2 separate regions of the Mus musculus genome follow, and region 1 is linked to region 2. Evidence: chromatin contacts called from public Hi-C data. All regions are on one chromosome and are shown on one strand. Each heading gives the region's core, a stretch centred on a gene start, on an enhancer-like site or on the middle of the called end of the contact. The rest is flanking DNA. Distances are from core to core; before and after follow the strand shown. Region 1 holds the start of Gpr139 (G protein-coupled receptor 139). Region 2 overlaps Vps35l (VPS35 endosomal protein sorting factor like).

Region 1 (4,380 bases), core at 1,541-4,040, 420 kb after region 2:
GCGGCCACACAGCGTCAACTGGTACATGTGACAATCACTGAGCCACATGCTTAATCACTTCCTCAACTTCACCAAAGCTGTCACTTTTGCCACTCTAATAATGCCCACTTTACAGATAGAAACTGAGGCTCAGAGCCACCACACCACCTGCCTCTGGTGGAGGCTGGATTAATCCCCTGTCTGCACTCTCATTTGCTGGGATATGCTTGCTTCCCTGGATGGCTTTAAAGCAGTGGTTCTCAATCTTCCTAACACTGCGGTCCTTTAACACACTGTTCCTCATGTTGTGGTGATGCCCCCCCCCAAAGTATTTTTGGTGCTACTATTATGAATCATAACGTAAGCGGTTGTATTTTCTGATGGTCACACATGACTCCTGTGAAAGGGTCATTCTACTCCCACAGGTTGAGAATCATTGCTTTCAAAGAATGGCAAGGACTCCTCCATCTTTGAACCAGACTTCCAAGTTGCTAACAAACTTTCCCTCTCACCTTTCTCTAGGAAGCTTGATCCTTCTACATCCAGCTGCTATTCTAAAATCAGAAGCTTCCGTTCATGAGTTCTCCGAATCCAGGCCCCTGAAGCTGCTTTGGAGCCCTTTGGCACATCCTTAGTATTAGCACACAGTATAGGTGGTCAAAACTCTTAGCTAAGACTAGAAATGCATCCACACCCTCTAAGTTCAAATCTCAACCCTTCCCTCTCTTAAATCCCTCAGCCCTGGGCTAGCCCTATGCTAAAAACATATGCTGGTATACTGTGCCAAAGCTCTGGGTGGGAAAGACCATAGTCTTCATGGGAGTTAGACTGTGACCGTTCAAGACACTTGGACTTGAGGTCATTGACAGTCAGCATTCTCTGCTCCTAACCTCATGTCCTGTTTTGAACTCTTGGAGGTCACCCTCCTCCTTGTCTTTCCAGCTTAGGAATGCCCAAGAGTGGTTGTCTAGTACAGCAGTGGGGGAGATGGAACAGTCAGGATGGGGGTTACACTCTGACCAGAGGGTGCTGAGGAAGAGGGGGGCTCTGGCTCTTCTTCACTTCAGCAAGCATCACACATAACCAGCCTCTCAAAAACTGACTTCTCAATAGAAAGCTCTGGGGACAGGCTTTGGAGGGCAGGAGGGGGAGGTGCAACCTTGATAGAAATCAATTTCAGTTCCAGGTAATTACAGGAGCACCCTACCTGGCAGGGTGCGCAGAGGTGAAGCCCCTCTTCTAGGGAGGTAGAGGTTAGGGAGAGAACTTCTCTCCACATGAGGGACAGGAGCCCATGTTAGGAAACTTGTACTTGCCTGTGCTGGGAGTGGAGATTGCTGGAGACCATCTTTCCACGGGCTCTGGATTCCTACATGTTTGAGGAGGAGAGGGCTCTCAGATCTCTAGGAGACTGAAGCCTAGCTTCTCAGTATCCCAGGATGCTCAAGTTCTTGGGGCAGTGGTAGAGGCTTAGAGTCTAGTTTGAACAGGAGTTTTTCTCTTTCTGAGCCTTTCCATCTCTAGCTCTCCCTTCTGTCTGCAGGAATGTCCAGGAATGTCCATGACATTGTGTGGATGACAGGATTAACCAAAGACCTCCAAACTGAAGCCAACCCCACACCACAGGGGGCATAGGGGCTGTTCTTACAGGTCCCAGTTGGTCTCCCTCATAGCCCATGCACACACCCCTCCTCCCTCAGCAGCTCATCTCTCTTCAGGAATTCACTACAAGTCCCAGCTTCACTTTCCAAAGGACATTAAGATGTGGGACCAGCCAGCCACTCATCTGCAGCGCTGGGAGCTGCCTGGGTAGGGAGGACTGGGGTTGACCTGGAGGCAAAGCCAGAGGAAGCAGACATAAACTCAAGGAGAATGCCATCCTCTGAGGTACCAGTGTCCACCTCTGCCCCATACATCCCAGACCCAGAGACAGTCCTTGACTCTTCTTAGCTACAGGGAGACACCTTGCTCCCTAGGGCTAGTGATAGTGGATAGCAAGGGCTCACCTCATTGTCTCTTGAACCTGAGAAGCTATGATCAAGGTCTTGGTTTTATGTAGCATTAGGGAAGTACAGAGTGTGGCAGAAGTGTTCTCAGCTGAGGTGACAGAGTGGGGCAAAAGCTGGAGAGAAGCCTTCCCTAGGCTTTCTGCCCAGAAGCTGCGGTCAAGTCTCACGCAGCCCTTCTGGGACCCTCAGGGATTCGACCCCCTAGACACACACACACACACACACACACACACACACACACACACACACACACACACACAGACACAGACACAGGAGCGCTTTGGAGTAGATGCACACCCACAAGTCACAATGCCCCAGAGCCACACAAGCACTGTCCCCGCCAAACCACAAGCCATTCATCCTGATCTGGAAACATCCACAGTTGCCACCAAGGTTTAAACTTTACACTTTTTCAAAGGGGGTGCGGGGCTCCAGGCACTTCTCGAGAAGGTGTCTGGGACCCCCTGAGGTTCTGGACAGCCTTGTTCTGCAACTTGGGACTCCTGGCTTCCCTCCCTCTTCCCCATACCCCTCACCTGGTAACCCGAGGCACAGCAAGAAGCTGTAGTAGACCACCGGCACGAAGCCTAAGCCGCAAGCCGAGCTATTCGCAGCGAGGTGGGCGTGCGTGTGCTCCATGAGCGCGCCCCTCGCCGGGCTGGGCTCGGCGCAGCTGCCAAGCGGCTGGGGACCAGGCAGCCCTAGGGAGGATCGCCGCACCGCGGGACCCGCTTCCACTACTGGCTGGTGTCCTCGGGTGGCTCCGCACCTGCCCTCCTAGATAGGCAGCTCGGTTCTCTGGCAGGGTGCAGGGGACGAGGGAGGGGCTCCTGAAGCCAGAGTGTGCACCTCCCTCCTAGGACCGCTCAGCTCCCGCCTCAGAACCCGGGCCGGGACGCCGTTCCCCTCAGCCAATCAGCAGCTTCCTGGATGGTGTGTGTGTGTGTGTGTGTGTGTGTGTGTGTGTGTGTACACGCGCGCGCGCGCTTGCGCGGGCACACACACACAGAGAGCTCGCGGTGCAGGTTTGGGGGTGGGGGGCTTGGGTGGGATGTTAGCCTAACCCAGTCCCAGTTGCGTTTTTTTGGCTTCGGTTTCTGGAGGAAAAGACCGGGTTAACTTGGGAACCCCGGAGGAAGACCGGGATGGAGAACTGGGTTTCCAACCCCTGTGGGAGGGGCGTGGTGTGAATATGACCTGCTTCTCCCTCAGCAGCTCCTTTCCCCTCCAGTATGTCCTCAGTTTTTCTTCTGACTCTCTCTCTAGCTACTTGTCCTCGCTCCCCACCAATGCCTGGAGTCCATCTTCACGTAGAGTATTTTACATCCTGGTATGGCGGATGGGGGGTCGCGATTGTTGGAGCCCAGAGAATGTTGAAAGGTTTTTTTTTTCCTGCCTGAGCCTGTGGGTCTGAAGGAAGGGTGCGAATATCTTTGCGAATGTCACCAGGTCGATGGTACTGTCCCTGAACTTGGATGGGATGCAGGCTGGCTAAGAGCCCACAACACACAGCCTTCAGCCTGGCATAAGTCTGTTACAGCCACTGAGACATACCCGCACGCACACAAAGGCGCACAATGCCCAGTCATGCGGATGCACTCACACACCCATGCACGTAGATTCTCCCATCTTCCACACCTAGCTAGACTGGTGAAAACGTGCAGACACCCTCATCAATATGCACGAGGGCGCAGCAGGCTCAGGCGGAGCCTCGAACAACTACACAATCGCACATAGGGAGCTGGGTGGTCTGGAGTACTTTGAAGGTTGTGTGAAGGAGAGTATGGGCGGAGCAGGTGGGATTCCGGCAGTGGAGGGTCGCTCCCATTGCAGGAGAGGTAGGCAGAGCGCTGCAAGAGCTTCCTTTTTCAAGGGTACCCAAGAATCCTCCAAGGAGAGATGTCTGTCCCGGACTCAAGTCAAGAGCACAGAGGAGGAGCACAGAGGCGAGCCTTTCCAGGAGCAAGCTGAAGCAGATGCAAGCGAGGGGCAAGCGACTGGCTTTAAGATGTTGAAAAGCCCACCTCCTCAGACTCCTCCCCTAACCTCTGTTCCTAAAAGAGAAAAAAGCAGAGCTTCTTCTGGGTCTCCAGCAAGGGCCCGGTGTCCTGTCCCCATCTCTGTTAGGCGCTTCCCCGGGGAAGAGAATGGAGGAGGGGACTGCTGGAGGACCAAAGTTGTAGAGGAATCTTTTGGCCTCAGCTGGGTCTGTGGCGAACAGACAGGCAGCCAGCCCCCTAAAGGGACAGGTTATTACAGAGTCCCATGCGTACACAGTAGCACAACCTGATATTTCAAGCTCTGTTAGATATTAACATTTTATTGTCACCTCTCTTACCGTCTTAACCTTTTGTTTTATTTTCTGTTGACACACATCACCATGCATATTTCT
Region 2 (4,178 bases), core at 1,200-3,699:
ACATGAAAGGACCCATGGTGAGGGGTTCTTCGCTAATGACACTCATGTACTGGTCCACCTTACACGTGTTCTTGAGTTCCATTTGTCCGGACTCCATAGAGAAACACACCAAAAACCTGGTGGCGTGCTGCAGTTTTTTGTTGCGTCCTCAGATTCATGGCTGATTGGCAGAGTGATGTCAGCTGAGACAGACGTATGTGCTGAGGCAAGACCCATGGAGGACACGTGATGTTTGGAGGGAGAATAAACGGAACTCAATGGACAGTGACGAAGGCTGAGTTGGCTTGCTGGTAGGGCTAGCTGCGCAACGCTTGTTGATCTTGCATCTTTGCTGATCTCGGCTTTCCTGAGAGAGGCACAGCTGAGAACTTCTGATGTCCCTGCTGGTGCAAATCCCTCCTGCTGCTGACTCCTGCTGAGGCTGGGGCCTGCCTGTCCCTGCTAGGTGGTGCCACCACTGCCGATTCCTGTTTGCTATCCTGACTCTACTGTGCTGCTGGTGTATCTGTGAAGTGTTTGCAAGTGGATCGAGCTGCCGCTGCTAACCTGTGAACTGAACTGCCGATTTCCAGACAACACAGATGGGAGCTGCTCTAAAGAACTTTTCTAAACAGGTCCACTTCCCCTGTATCTTTTCTTTTCCACCACCTCTGGTTGGTGGTGGGCTAGCAGAGAGGTTAAAGTGTTTAAGAACCATCATTTAAAATAGGTTTTGAGAAAAAAAAAATTAAAGTTACAGACTTTCTGGAGAGAACTACCTGAACGGACATGTAAGGAACACAGAACAGTTTTCTTTCCTAAATGCTGCTGGCAGGACATGGTAAATAATCGTGGGTAGTGCTGGGCACAGAGCTCATGCTCAGAGCGTGTTCACTGTCACCGCTGTGGTTTTCAGTCACGGTGTCTTCGATGTGTGAGAAACTAGTCAGGAAAAGAACCAAGGCTTGGGGAGGCAGCTCATGGAGCGAGAGGTTTCCGAGAAAGCGTGAGGACCCGTGCTCACATCCTCAGGAGCTACGTGAGGGATGGGCGGAGCTGGCTGTGGGAGGCACAGGCAGAAAGGTCACTGGGGCATGGTGGCTTCCAGCCTAGCTCCAGGTCTGATGAGAGTCCCAACACAAAAGAATAAAGGCAGAGAGTCACAGAGGAGACCCAACATTCTCCCCTGACCTTCATCTTTGCTCATGGACATGCGCAATGCAGGCATCCGTCCCTCCACACGCACACGCATGCAGAATGAACTCTAGCCAAGATGGTTATTTCCCCAGACAGTGTCTACCACCCGAACAAAAGAAAAACAAGTTATTTGGCCAGAAATGACATAGTTAGCAGCTGCTTACAGTGCGAGGTGTATTTCCTGAAGACTGTTTCTAGAGAGGTGGCAGGCTTTTGTATAGGAAGTAAAGGAGTTTGTAAGAGTCCCTCCCTCGGTGTGCTGTTCCTCAGCGTGCTCAGGGACAAGCAGTGCCTCTGTCCATTGTGTCCCTGTGGCAGAGAGGAAATGTCTCCCTCTCTCTCTTCACCCTTGTGATCCTGGGTTAGAAAAACATAGGAAGGAAAAGAGGCAGTGGGCCTGGGCACTGGCATTGGAGCACATTCCGTGAGGCTTCCAGAGTCTGCAGGGTGTGTGTGTGTGTGTGTGTGTGTGTGTATAGGGTGAGGTTCTAAGCTGGGCTTCTCAGTTTGGCTGTACACTGACATCTCTGACATATCTTGGCTGCACCCAGACCACTTCTGCGGGAGCCCCTGGGATAGACAGAGACATCACACTAGATGGTGATCTTTGGGGCTCCAGGGGCTCCAGGGCTCTGCCGCATGCTGGCCTGAGAAGTATTGGTCTAGCAGACACTGGCCACCATTTCTAGATACTCGGATAATTAGTGTCTTCCACACCTGAGCACGCACAAGGATTTGCAGCAATGTGGTCCAAAGTTCACATTCTAGTCACATTCCCCAAATCTTTGACTTTCAAAGCTCCAAGACGGGCCCAGGCCTGTGCGTTCCCAGCTACCACCCTGCCAGAGGCGATCAGCACCTGAGTGAGAAGAGAAAAAGAACCTGGAACTCAGGCCAGAGCAGCGAGGTGTCCCCACACTTCACAGAAAGTGCCCTACACTGGATTCAGCTCCAGCCATGCCCAGCTTAGGCCAGCAGATGTAAATAAGTGGCCGGTGGTCAGAAGTCAAGTCAGTGAGATCAGAGAATGAATATCTGACCCGAATCTTGAGGGCTACAACATTCTGTAATTATTTTTAACCTAACTACCTAGGTAAACCCCGTGAATTCGTGTGAAAATCAGCTTCCTCTTTGCAGGAAAAAAAAAAAACAAACAAACCAAGGCTAAAAGTGTGTGCCACTAGGTGGCAGCATACACTCACGAGTGAATGCCTGCTGCCAGGTGCCATTTTCCTGCTTCTAATTAGTAACATTTATTTAGTGTTTGCTCCTGTGGTGTGTGACGTCAACACCATATGTCTTCTTGTCCTAGGAAAGCTGGTCTATGAGCGCATCTCCTCGATGTGTGTGGACAGCCGCAGTGCCTTGCCAGGTAATGTCATGCTTCCTGGGCTTGCTGGCACCAGCCTGCTCAGAACCGCCGTTAGACGGTTTTAATCAAGTCGGGATTTATTGAAAATGGATAAGGTTTTTAATTCAATGTGTTGAAAGAAACGTGTTTGAAGTCTGGTTGTCTCTGTCGTCCGGAGCCATCAGAAGGTTTGCAAGCAGGCAAGTCATTAGAATGCAGGAAAAGGGGAGAGGGTGGAGTGAGACCTGGCTACAGGTCAACTTCTCTGCTGCTGCTCAGAGCCACGCTCCTGTTTCATATGGGCCTTTCTCTCCAAGAAGCAAATTGCTTAAGTAAAAACTGCGTATGTATGAAGGGATGTCCGATAAATCAATAGTAGCAGATGCCCCAGCTCCTCAGCCTATACATAAATGATGTTGGCGTTAAATTCATTGCCAATCAATTTTAAATTCCCAGGAGGTTCTAATGGGACAGGTGGATGATGGACTTGTGTTGTCACAGGAGCAATTGTGACGATGTGTTCAGATGCAGCATCTTCAGCTACGGCTTCCTTTCCTTTGCCCTGTTCAGCTCACACAAGCTGCAGCGGCTGCCTGGGCTGTCATTTCGTCCCTCATCCTGGTCCTGGCAGCGGTTCTTGCCCAGGGACAAGGAGACAGTGATAGTGGCAGTGACCCATAGTTTAACCTTTTCCCTTCCTTCTTCCCTGCCCCACTCCCTTCTCTCTCCCCCCTCCTCCTCTTTCCCTTCCCTGGCCCTCCTTGTCCATCCACCCAGATATCATCCATCTACCCTCTCAGCCATCCTCTATCTATCTCTCCCCCACATCTGTTTACCTGCCCTCCTGACCCCCCTGCTCCACCCCCATCTGTCTTCGCACTGACCATCCATCTACTCACCTGCCCATTTATCCACCCATCTCCTTAAAACTTTGATACAAACATCTCTCAGAAGGAAACAGCTGTACACAGCTTTAGGTCTATATGAGCCCTTTAGCCCTTGGAGCTACCTGGTCTCGCCATAGAAGGGTAGGCCCAGTGCAGAAGGGTCACAGCTGTGCCTGCACTGTCTGGTCCAGTGGCCACCAGCCCCGTGTTGCTCTTGAGTACTTGAGATGTGGCTGGCAAACTGAAATGAGTTCGGAGTATAAAAAGAAAAGACACTAGGTAGCTCGGTGTGGAGGAACATGCCTGGAATTCAGCCTATACCAGCACCCAGGAGACGGAGACAGAAGGATTGTGAGTGCAAAGTTAGTTTGGGCTCCGTCGTGAAATCCTGTCTGTAAACCCCCAAGGGCTGAGGGTCCAGCTCAGTGGTAGAGTGCTTATAGAACATCTCCAACACTGCAGAAAGGGGAAAGAAAGCAAAAAAGAAATGAGAAATGACAAAAGACACGGGATTATAAGACTTACTGCACATCCAAAGCCATATAAGCCACTAATAACTTTTCAGACTGGTCCCAGGTTAAGCTGGTGCTCCAGATGGACTGGGCCTCTGCACGTTAGTGTAATGCTGTACCTCCTCAGCCTTCTGTGGCTCGTACAGCAGTTCTGTGCCTCCAACCCGACCCACCCCACCCCCACACTGTAGTCAAGATTTTAGTGTCTCCTTCTGGTAAGTTTAGGAGCTTAGAAAGTCCCACAGAGGCCAG

The links. A called contact is a pair of places that touch in the nucleus more often than the background predicts.
Region 1: a Hi-C map of cerebellum shows a contact between it and region 2, with 2.0 times the contacts expected there. The contact joins the promoter of Gpr139 here to the enhancer-like site in region 2. A contact is called at or near these places in 6 of 39 promoter capture datasets (the C10 cell line, embryonic stem cells, hippocampal neurons and 2 more), 4 of 484 Hi-C or Micro-C datasets (cerebellum and embryonic stem cells) and 1 of 115 datasets of contacts at active chromatin or transcription factors (astrocytes).

What each region holds. Positions count from the first base shown.
Region 1 is chr7:119,181,748-119,186,127 of GRCm38.p6, forward strand. It overlaps Gpr139 (G protein-coupled receptor 139), which reads right to left and starts at 2,791. Exons shown (of 2, transcript NM_001024138.2): 1 at 2,525-2,791. The coding sequence starts at 2,627.
Region 2 is chr7:118,763,877-118,768,054 of GRCm38.p6, forward strand. Vps35l (VPS35 endosomal protein sorting factor like) reads left to right here. Exons shown (of 31, transcript NM_027815.4): 9 at 2,489-2,548. Among named protein-coding and RNA genes, the nearest start is that of Vps35l, 26 kb to the left of the region's middle. Within about 2 kb of position 2,450, at least 54 of the 459 cell types and tissues checked have an H3K27ac peak or open chromatin away from gene starts, as enhancers often do. A contact at or near this core is called in cerebellum and hippocampal neurons, where this site is marked.